Linked DNA regions of Mus musculus: regions 1 and 3 are each linked to region 2. A link is a contact called in public promoter capture Hi-C data. All regions are on one chromosome and are shown on one strand. Each heading gives the region's core, a stretch centred on a gene start, on an enhancer-like site or on the middle of the called end of the contact. The rest is flanking DNA. Distances are from core to core; before and after follow the strand shown. Region 1 holds the start of Anks6 (ankyrin repeat and sterile alpha motif domain containing 6). Region 2 holds the start of Stx17 (syntaxin 17). Region 3 holds the start of Zfp189 (zinc finger protein 189).

Region 1 (2,700 bases), core at 69-2,568, 1.1 Mb before region 2:
CACATATACACAGGCGCTCATACACATAAAATAAAAACAAATCTAAAAACAAAACAAGCATTGTCTCTTTTCTTGTTTTTTTACAGCTCAGTATATTTATACGAGTCAGAAATCTAGAGATGGATTTTGCTGCCTCTCCCAACCCCTTCGCAGGGTCACACAACCACGAGGATCAACTTCAGGTTTATCCAGGCCACTAATTGTCTCTTCCTTGGCTGCTGTCTTCCTAGCCAGCCTTCCTGACTCTGGCCCATCTCTCTGCCTATTCTCACAGGTGCTGAATGTAACTTACCCGAAACAAAAGTCTGTTCCGGTCACAGTGCCCTGTGCCTTCCACACTCCTGATCATCCTTAGATTGTGGGTTTCTGTTCAGCCCCAATCTGGCACCTACTTTCTTCCTCCAATGGTGGGCTTGTCTCCAGCCCCCTCTGGGTCGCAGCATCCTCCCAGTTGTCTGACCACCTTTCATCACTATGTGTCTGCAGTGTGCTTGTTCTCCCTCGCTTCCTCGTTTTCCGGTCCTGGATAACTCTTACAAATCCTCGAGTCTTAACACCTCATTTCCACTAAAAATCGCCTCTATTCCTCCAACTGGGTCAGCTACTACTGTCAGACCTTCCAGATCAAGAATGCTACTTTATTTACCCACCCACCCCACTCATATCCCCAAAATAGGGACTTAATTGGATCCCAGTTATCTATTCGGTCAACCCCCAAAGCCAGGGTGAGTAGACAGATTCTTAGGAGACCCTTGATGCAAAACGGAATGAATGAACGTCTAGAAGATGCACTCCGCAGCCTCCACACTGTTCAGAAGCCAAAGTTTCTAACATCCCTAATCTTGTGTTTCTGAAACCGCCCTTTTATTTCCATCATACAGATGACCAAAAGGCAAAGCTCCAAGTCTGCCATTCGCACTCTCACGAGTCCCGGACTCTCTCCTTCCCGGTCCCCGCTCACCTGGCCGCCTGCATGAGCGCGCTCCAGCCGTAGTGGTTGCGGCTGTTGACCGAGGCTCCGCGGCGCAGCAGGAACCTTACGAGTGGCTCGTGGCCACCGGCCGCCGCCAGCTGCAGCGCCGAGTTGCCCGCCTCATCGGAACAGTCCACCGGCACCGGCGCCCCGGCCTCCGCTGCCCGGACCGCCTCGGGCCCTGCCGGCTCCGCTCCCGCCTCGGGCCCCGCGACCGGGTCCGCGCCTGGCTCCAGCAGGCGCCGCGCCGTGTCGGTGTCACCCTGCTCGCAGGCGCGGAGCAGCAGCTGCAGGCCGGGGGCCAGCGCGCCCTCGCCCATCGCTGACCGCCCGCTCCGCGCCGCCGCCCGCTCCCACCCCGGGGCCGCGCGCGTGCCCGCCGTCCGCAGGCCCGCCCCCTGGGTGCGCGCGCGCCTCCGGGGTCGCGCCTGATGGGTACGCGCGCGCAGGGCCCGCCTCCCGCCTTGGAGGGTGGGCCTGTGACTGTGCGGTCACTCTTCAGTCTTCCTGTTCGTTCCTACTGAATCCGACCTCTGGGCCTAGCTTAGAACTCATCTCGCATCTCTACCGACCCCAGACCGGCCCGCATTTCACTAGCGCTCCCTAAACAGTCGCAGGCTGAATCGGGACGAATGGGTCAGCCCCGTCGTTTGCCGGAGCAGCCCTGCAGTGCTGAGTTCTTCATCTGTGTCAAGCTACCCGCCCATCTATCTCTTGTTTTTGACAGGGGGGGGGGGGGGTCACCACTACCGCAGTAACTTACATGTTACAGATAGAGATTTTTCTAGCCACACCCCAGACCCACTGTCGGAAACTCAGTGTGGGACCAGCAACTGTTCTGGTCCCAAGCCCTCCTGTATATCACACAAACAGTAGGAACCACCGACTGGTCCCCAGGGCAGTCCTTGTAGCCACCCTAGAGTTTCAGATGATTATTCCAATCTACAGTAGACGAGTGACCGGGAAGGTTGTATGTTGCTATAGTCTGCACAGATCTGCAGGCGCTGCTGTGGCTAGGACTCAGGTCTTCTGACATCAAGTTCATCTCTCTTTCCGGACTCAACAAGTATGTATTGGATGCCTGTTAGTGCCAGGCACAGCTCTTCGTGCCGCGAACGTTTGCAAGATAGCATCTCTGCCTTCTAGGATCTGACCCACCCATACAGGCTATAAAGATATGCTGTGGTAATAAACTTGGCTGCTGAATGGTAGTTGAGTGCTGTTGACACAGTAAACGGAACATGAATCCAAGCAAAATCGGGTAGAAGGTGGAGCATTGTTTCATAATTGAGCCAACAAGAGAATTACTGAAAATATAACACTTGCAAAAACCTTAAGGAAGAGAGTAAGCCATGAGGACATTTTGGGGAAAAGAAGCTAATTAAGCAGAAAGCAAGACGCAGTTCACAGCATATGTGTCCTTACAGCATGGACACTTCCATAGGAAGAGACAACTGGTTTCCCTAGATGGTTAGTAGTGCCCGCCCAAACCCAGCAAGAAGCCAGACATACAAGGCAAGGCTGTTACATGTCCCAACAGTGTGTCATGATAACAGCGTAACTGTTAGGTCTGAGGACAGTTATTGAAAGTGTCCCCTGACTTCCACATTTGTTGTATGGCATGCACAGGCACACACACAATAAATAAATATGTCAGCTATGGTGGTGCATGCCTTTAATTACAGCATTGGGAAGCAGAGGCAGACAGGTCTCTATGAATTTGAGGC
Region 2 (2,700 bases), core at 191-2,690:
CTCTACATGACACACCTAAGTTACAGCAAACATCATACAACCACCTGGAAGGCCAAAGTCAATTCCAGAGTGCCACAGCTCCCTGTTGTACTTTTTCAAAACTTAACACTAGTTATCTTTACTTCAAAAGGTCTTGTTTAATGGATTCGGTGTGTGTGTGTGTGTGTGTGTGTGTGAGAGAGAGAGAGAGAGAGAGAGAGAGAGAGAGAGAACACACATCATCTCTCAGTGAGCCTGGAGGTTACCAATTCAACAAGACCAGCTGGGCAGCAAGCTCATGGATCCTTTTGTCTATTTAGATAGTATTAGGATCATAAACATATACCACAGAGCTTGGTTTTGTATGTGGGTGCTGGGTGTCCAAACTCAGGTCTTCATTGTGAAGCAGGCACTTTACCAATTAAATGATTCCCTATTGCTTGTTTAACTGACTTTGGCATTTTACCATCCATCCTATGGCATTACCTAATACCTTTATTTTTCTCCTTGGGATGAAAATTTGATAGATATGCCTCAATCTATGAACTAAGGGTACCATAAACACTAACATCCAGTATACCCCAAAGAAAATTCAAATAGCTTAATTAATAATGAGCTTTATTTTAAAAATTGCCTTTCAAGACTTTCTTAAGCCCCTAATCTGTGGGCTAAAATTCCCCCTCTACTTCCTTTCTACCTGCAGATCCTAAGAACTGAGTTTCCTTACAGCTAACAGGAAATGTTCTTAAGACTGTTGAAAACTTCATCATCAGAAGATCCATTTCAAGCAAAGACCTGAATAGTCATATATATATTTTAGTTGGCTAGGTCTTGAGGTCAGAACATTCAGAGAGGAGAATCAATGACCTGCACACACTTCAAAGCTTGTTCTAGCAGCAGCTGGTCCAACTGGAACTACTTGAGAAGAAATTAGGAAAACCAGCTGTGAGTACAGCGCTGTCACAAACGGGCTGAACTGGAGTGAGTCACTTCCTATCTGTGCTGAGCCTCAAAGTGACCAGGTATCATTTTAATAAGGACAGACGCCCAAAGCACTGCAGCAGGCTCTGGACAAAAAAGTTTATGCCTTCTTTCATTTGTGCCTGTGGCTATTCAGATACTCCTAGCCAGTCACTCAGGGGCTCTGGGAGGCGGGGCGGGGCGGGGCGGGGAAGGATGGCACTGGGTTCCGAGCTTCAGTTTTTACACACCTAAAGAGCTAGGGGCACAAGGCCGTCCTCGCCAACAAAATTCAAGGAACACAATGTGCAGGAAAACTGTAACATGTAGAAGGTTATCCAAGTGTAAATTGTCTTAGATACAGTACACAAGACGACCCATAAAACACTTGGAATTGTTCATCCAGTGGTTGGCACACTATATTACCTCCACGCCCACTGGCCGGGTAGGGGGCGGGGCCACATATCCCGCCCCTGGAGACGCCCCGCCCCTCTCGCGTCTGCGCAGTGTGTATCGACGGCCTCGAGCGCCTAGGCGGGAGGTAAGGGGCTGCCGGGCTGCCGCCACGGGGTCGCTGGGCTGCGATGTGTCACCGCGGGCCGGGCTGTGGACGCAAGGGAGAGGCGCCGGTCACCAAGCCCGGCCTCGGGTCAGTGTGAGCGCCGGGGCCGCGACCAGAAGTGGCCAAGCCTCTCTGTTTTCAGTTTTGGAGTAGCTGTCCCTGCGGGAGCGGGGAGGCCGAGGCCCCACTGCGCTATGCCCTCCCGGGTCGCTGTGAAGAGCTGCTTCGGGCCCTGGGTCGCCGGGCCAGCCGCGCCGCTGGGGTCGTTGGTGTGGCCTGGGTGCGTCCTGGTGACTCCGTGAGGGACGACGCGACACCGGTGCCCAAGCAGGACGCGGAGAGGCCGCAGCTGCGGGGACCGAGCCAGCACTTACTCTCCTTGTACCACCCACATGCCCAAGGGGACGCATTTCCTTGGGAGATAGTGTTATCAGCAGTTTGGGACCTTTTTCCTGGAAAGGGGCTCTTTCGCTTTTAAATAACTCTTGAGTAATTTACTTCACCTTTGGGTACTTTTTCTTCTTGTGGAACCCTAGTATCATGGTACCCATATCATCTTAGTTGCAAGTACCAAGAGATTAAGTTTATAAAAAGCACTTGACACCTCTCACTGCAAATGTGTGTGCTTGGAAAATGACTGCAGGCCTGTCTTCTACACGTTCTTTCATCCATGAAACAGCAATTATTATACATGCACAAACACCAGACAAAAAAATTTGGAGTCATTTGCAATTATTGAAAAGTTGCAGAAGTTGCTGGAGGCCTTGGTGGCCCATGCCTTTAATCCCAGCATTAGGAGGCAGAGGCAGGAGGATCTCTTGACTTCAAGGCTAGCTTAGTCTACAGACTGAATTCCAGGACAGCCCTACACAGAGAAACCCTGTCTTAGAAAAACAAAAAAGAGAGAAAGAAAACTCGTACACATAGTACAGAACACTACAGCGCCCTTGTGTTAGTATTTTACATACCATCCTTAATACAGTCACAGAGAGCAAGAGATTACTATCTGGTTAACTGGGTCTCTTGGGATTCCATTCTTTTTATTAGAGTCCCTTCTGTATTCTACAATGGTATCTAGTAAGCAGCCTTACTCTTGATGGGCCTGGCGACATTACCTTTTCCAATCTGTAGCAGTATCATGACTTTGTGTGCTTTGAAGAGTCAGGAATGTTGGTAATGCCTTTCAAGTAGGAGTTTGT
Region 3 (2,700 bases), core at 77-2,576, 1.4 Mb after region 2:
CAGGAAAAAAATATTTAGGAAAAAATAACCAAGCAGGTTAAAGATCTATACTCTAAAACTCTAAACCATCCATGAAAGAAACAGAAAACACACATATAAATGAAGAGACAGTCCATGTTCAATGACTGTTCCATGTCTGCACTACTTAAATACTTAACTCAAAAAAATCGAATGGCTTTTCCCAAAGACATAAAGAGCAATCTTAAATTACGAATAGCTGCAGCAATCATGAGCAAGAAAAACATGGAAGAAATTATGCTTCAAGATTTAAAATTCTAACACAGAGCTATGATGATTGACAATAAACAAAACAAACAAACAGAACGCAAAAAGGGATGTAAAAAGGTGGGATTGGCCTGACTGCTGAAATCTCTCCTCTATGTGAATATACATCACTACATCCATTTACACCTTAAAGAACGGTTACCTGAAAAATGAACAGTTTATCACCAACTGCCCCCCTTCTCCTATGAGGACAAAGATTTGGTCTAATTAACCACTTTATCTTTAATATTTATCATATAGTAAACACTAAAATATCTGTTGAGTGAAAAAAAAAAGAAATGAACTTGGGACATCTGACACTAACCAGGGAAAGGTTAGAGTTAATACATGGGGTGAGGATTCAAACTTCTAACTTAATACGTTCGTTGTTCTCTGAGGTCCCAGCGGTTAAATTTTCAGGCCCTAAATATTATCTAAGTAATATACATAGATCCCACAGGATGCAGTGAGGAAAACTGTGGATAAGCAGTTAAGTCACGGGGCTTCTGGATCCACCATGTGCGTGCTTCTCTTCAGTGGGCCTCAGTTCCCTCCCGTGTGGAACTAAAGCGTGGGAAAGAGAGTACTGCTGGGTACACACTTAGAGACACGGAAGGCATTTAGAAACTATTTGTTGTATGCATCAGTGAAATCTGGGAAAGCGCACCGTGTTGCCGTTAGAAGCGGTCCTGCCAATCGCAGAAACGTAAGCTTTTAGCTCGGATCCCTACTCCACGCTAACTCCTGAAGGCTCAGGACCAGGGTCCCATCTTAACCCTCTGAACTCGTCCCCTCCGCTTCTGATTACTTACGTGGAACTTAGACCATTGAGAAACACTCAGATTTACCTGGATCGAGACCAAAATTCTCTACGTGTTGCCAAGGGAAGCTTCCACAGCCAGCCTCTTCTTGCTAACCGAGACACGATCAGCGCCGCCATTCTCGACAAGCAACCCAAGAGCGCCAGACGTGCCCGACTCAGCCAATCAGATGAGAGCTTACTTCAGCGGCCCCTGACGTTGCCCAGACCTATGCATTCCGGGAAATGTAGTTCGCTTGCCATTTACGGAAGAAGGCGGTGGCTCGCTCCCTGGGCATGTTGGGAGTTGTAGTTGGAGCGGTTCCGCGAAGGCTCCGGGTAACGCCTTCTGGTCCGGGGGTGGTCGGTAGTAGTGCAGCTTGACTTTGAGGCGGAGGAATTGGCAACAAGGAGGAGATATTACAGGGAGACCCTAAGGCTAGGCAGCGGGACAGAGGACTGGGTTTGGGGTTGGAGGACAGCCAGACAGAACGTCTGATATGCCCCTAGGAACTTGACCGCTCCGAGACAGAGGCAGGACCACACCAGACCCATCCGGTGAGCCCCTTCTCGCCGAGCCTTATTTCCAACAGCCATCTAGGCCTCATCAGAGCCCCAATGTCGTGTGGCTGCTATTCCTGAACGAGGCGATGGCGTCCCCAAGCCCACCGCTGGAGCCAAAGGTGAGTTGCCCTTTCAAGAGATCTCCGTTATTTCGCCACTCCCAAGACAGCAAGGCCGCGCCATCACCTCTTCCCCTGTCCCCCTCCTGGCCATTTCTACAACTCTTAAGAAAGGACCCCAGTCAACTCCTGTGTACCCCTTGCTGCGGGACATACCCCTTGCTGCAAGGTGCTTTTAGTTCACTTACAAACTCCCCAAGGCCCCTTTTTCTTTTTTCCTTTCTTTCTTTTTTTCTTTTTTTCAAGAGTAACTTGATAAATCGGCTGGGGAAAATTAAGACTGCTCCAAGTTAGATCTCATTTATGAGTTTCTCAGGTGAGGCACTTTTTTCTTTCTTTTCTTCTTTTTTTTTTTTAAATCTCGTCTGTCCTCTGCAGCTAGCACAATGTCTGAACTCAAGGTGAGTGTTTAGAAAACCTAATGGAACTGCGTCGAATTGGGTCCCAAGCTGGTGTGGGTAGAAGCTTGGGGCGAACAGTGAGGCCAGGGAACGTTGGGGTGGTCTTAAGGCTGTTAACTAAAAACAGTCGTGGTATTAGTGTGTAATAACGAAAGCAGAGAAGACCTTCAGTTTGGAAGGCGTGGATCTAGACCAGTCCAGATCCTTTTCAGTGTGAGGTGCCATGAATTGAGCACCTTTTGGAACTCTTACTTACCGTGTTCCTCCTAGTGAATGGGAGCATGGTAAAGTGACAATAACTTCTCCCACTTTCAGTGGAGAGACCACTGGAACTGACTACAGAGAGAAAACAATTCCAGCAGTGGCTGACATTTGAGGCTATGGCTATGTTTCTTACTCAGGAGGAGTGGGGTTATCTGGATCCAGCTCCGAGAAGCCTGTATAAAGATGTCATGATGGACAGCTACGGAAAGCTGGTCTCGCTGGGTAAGAATGCACGCTTTTTCTAACTAAAATATCTAATAAGGTACTAACACTTAAACCCAGAATGCGT

What was found. Promoter capture Hi-C pulls out the DNA fragments that hold promoters and counts their contacts.
Region 1: a contact with region 2 is called in a promoter capture Hi-C map of embryonic stem cells, with 2.1 times the contacts expected there. The contact joins the promoter of Anks6 here to the promoter of Stx17 in region 2. A contact is called at or near these places in 2 of 39 promoter capture datasets (embryonic stem cells and hippocampal neurons).
Region 3: a promoter capture Hi-C map of pre-B cells shows a contact between it and region 2, with 2.3 times the contacts expected there. The contact joins the promoter of Zfp189 here to the promoter of Stx17 in region 2. A contact is called at or near these places in 2 of 39 promoter capture datasets (pre-B cells and stem cell-derived epiblast-like cells).

Annotation. Positions count from the first base shown.
Region 1 is chr4:47,055,988-47,058,687 of GRCm38.p6, forward strand. It overlaps Anks6 (ankyrin repeat and sterile alpha motif domain containing 6), which reads right to left and starts at 1,319. Exons shown (of 16, transcript NM_001356426.1): 1 at 962-1,319. The coding sequence starts at 1,293.
Region 2 is chr4:48,123,479-48,126,178 of GRCm38.p6, forward strand. It overlaps Stx17 (syntaxin 17), which reads left to right and starts at 1,441. Exons shown (of 8, transcript NM_026343.2): 1 at 1,441-1,480.
Region 3 is chr4:49,519,850-49,522,549 of GRCm38.p6, forward strand. It overlaps Zfp189 (zinc finger protein 189), which reads left to right and starts at 1,327. Exons shown (of 3, transcript NM_145547.3): 1 at 1,327-1,746; 2 at 2,549-2,633. The coding sequence starts at 1,714. Mrpl50 (mitochondrial ribosomal protein L50) reads right to left here and starts at 1,234. Exons shown (of 2, transcript NM_178603.4): 1 at 1,113-1,234. The coding sequence starts at 1,204.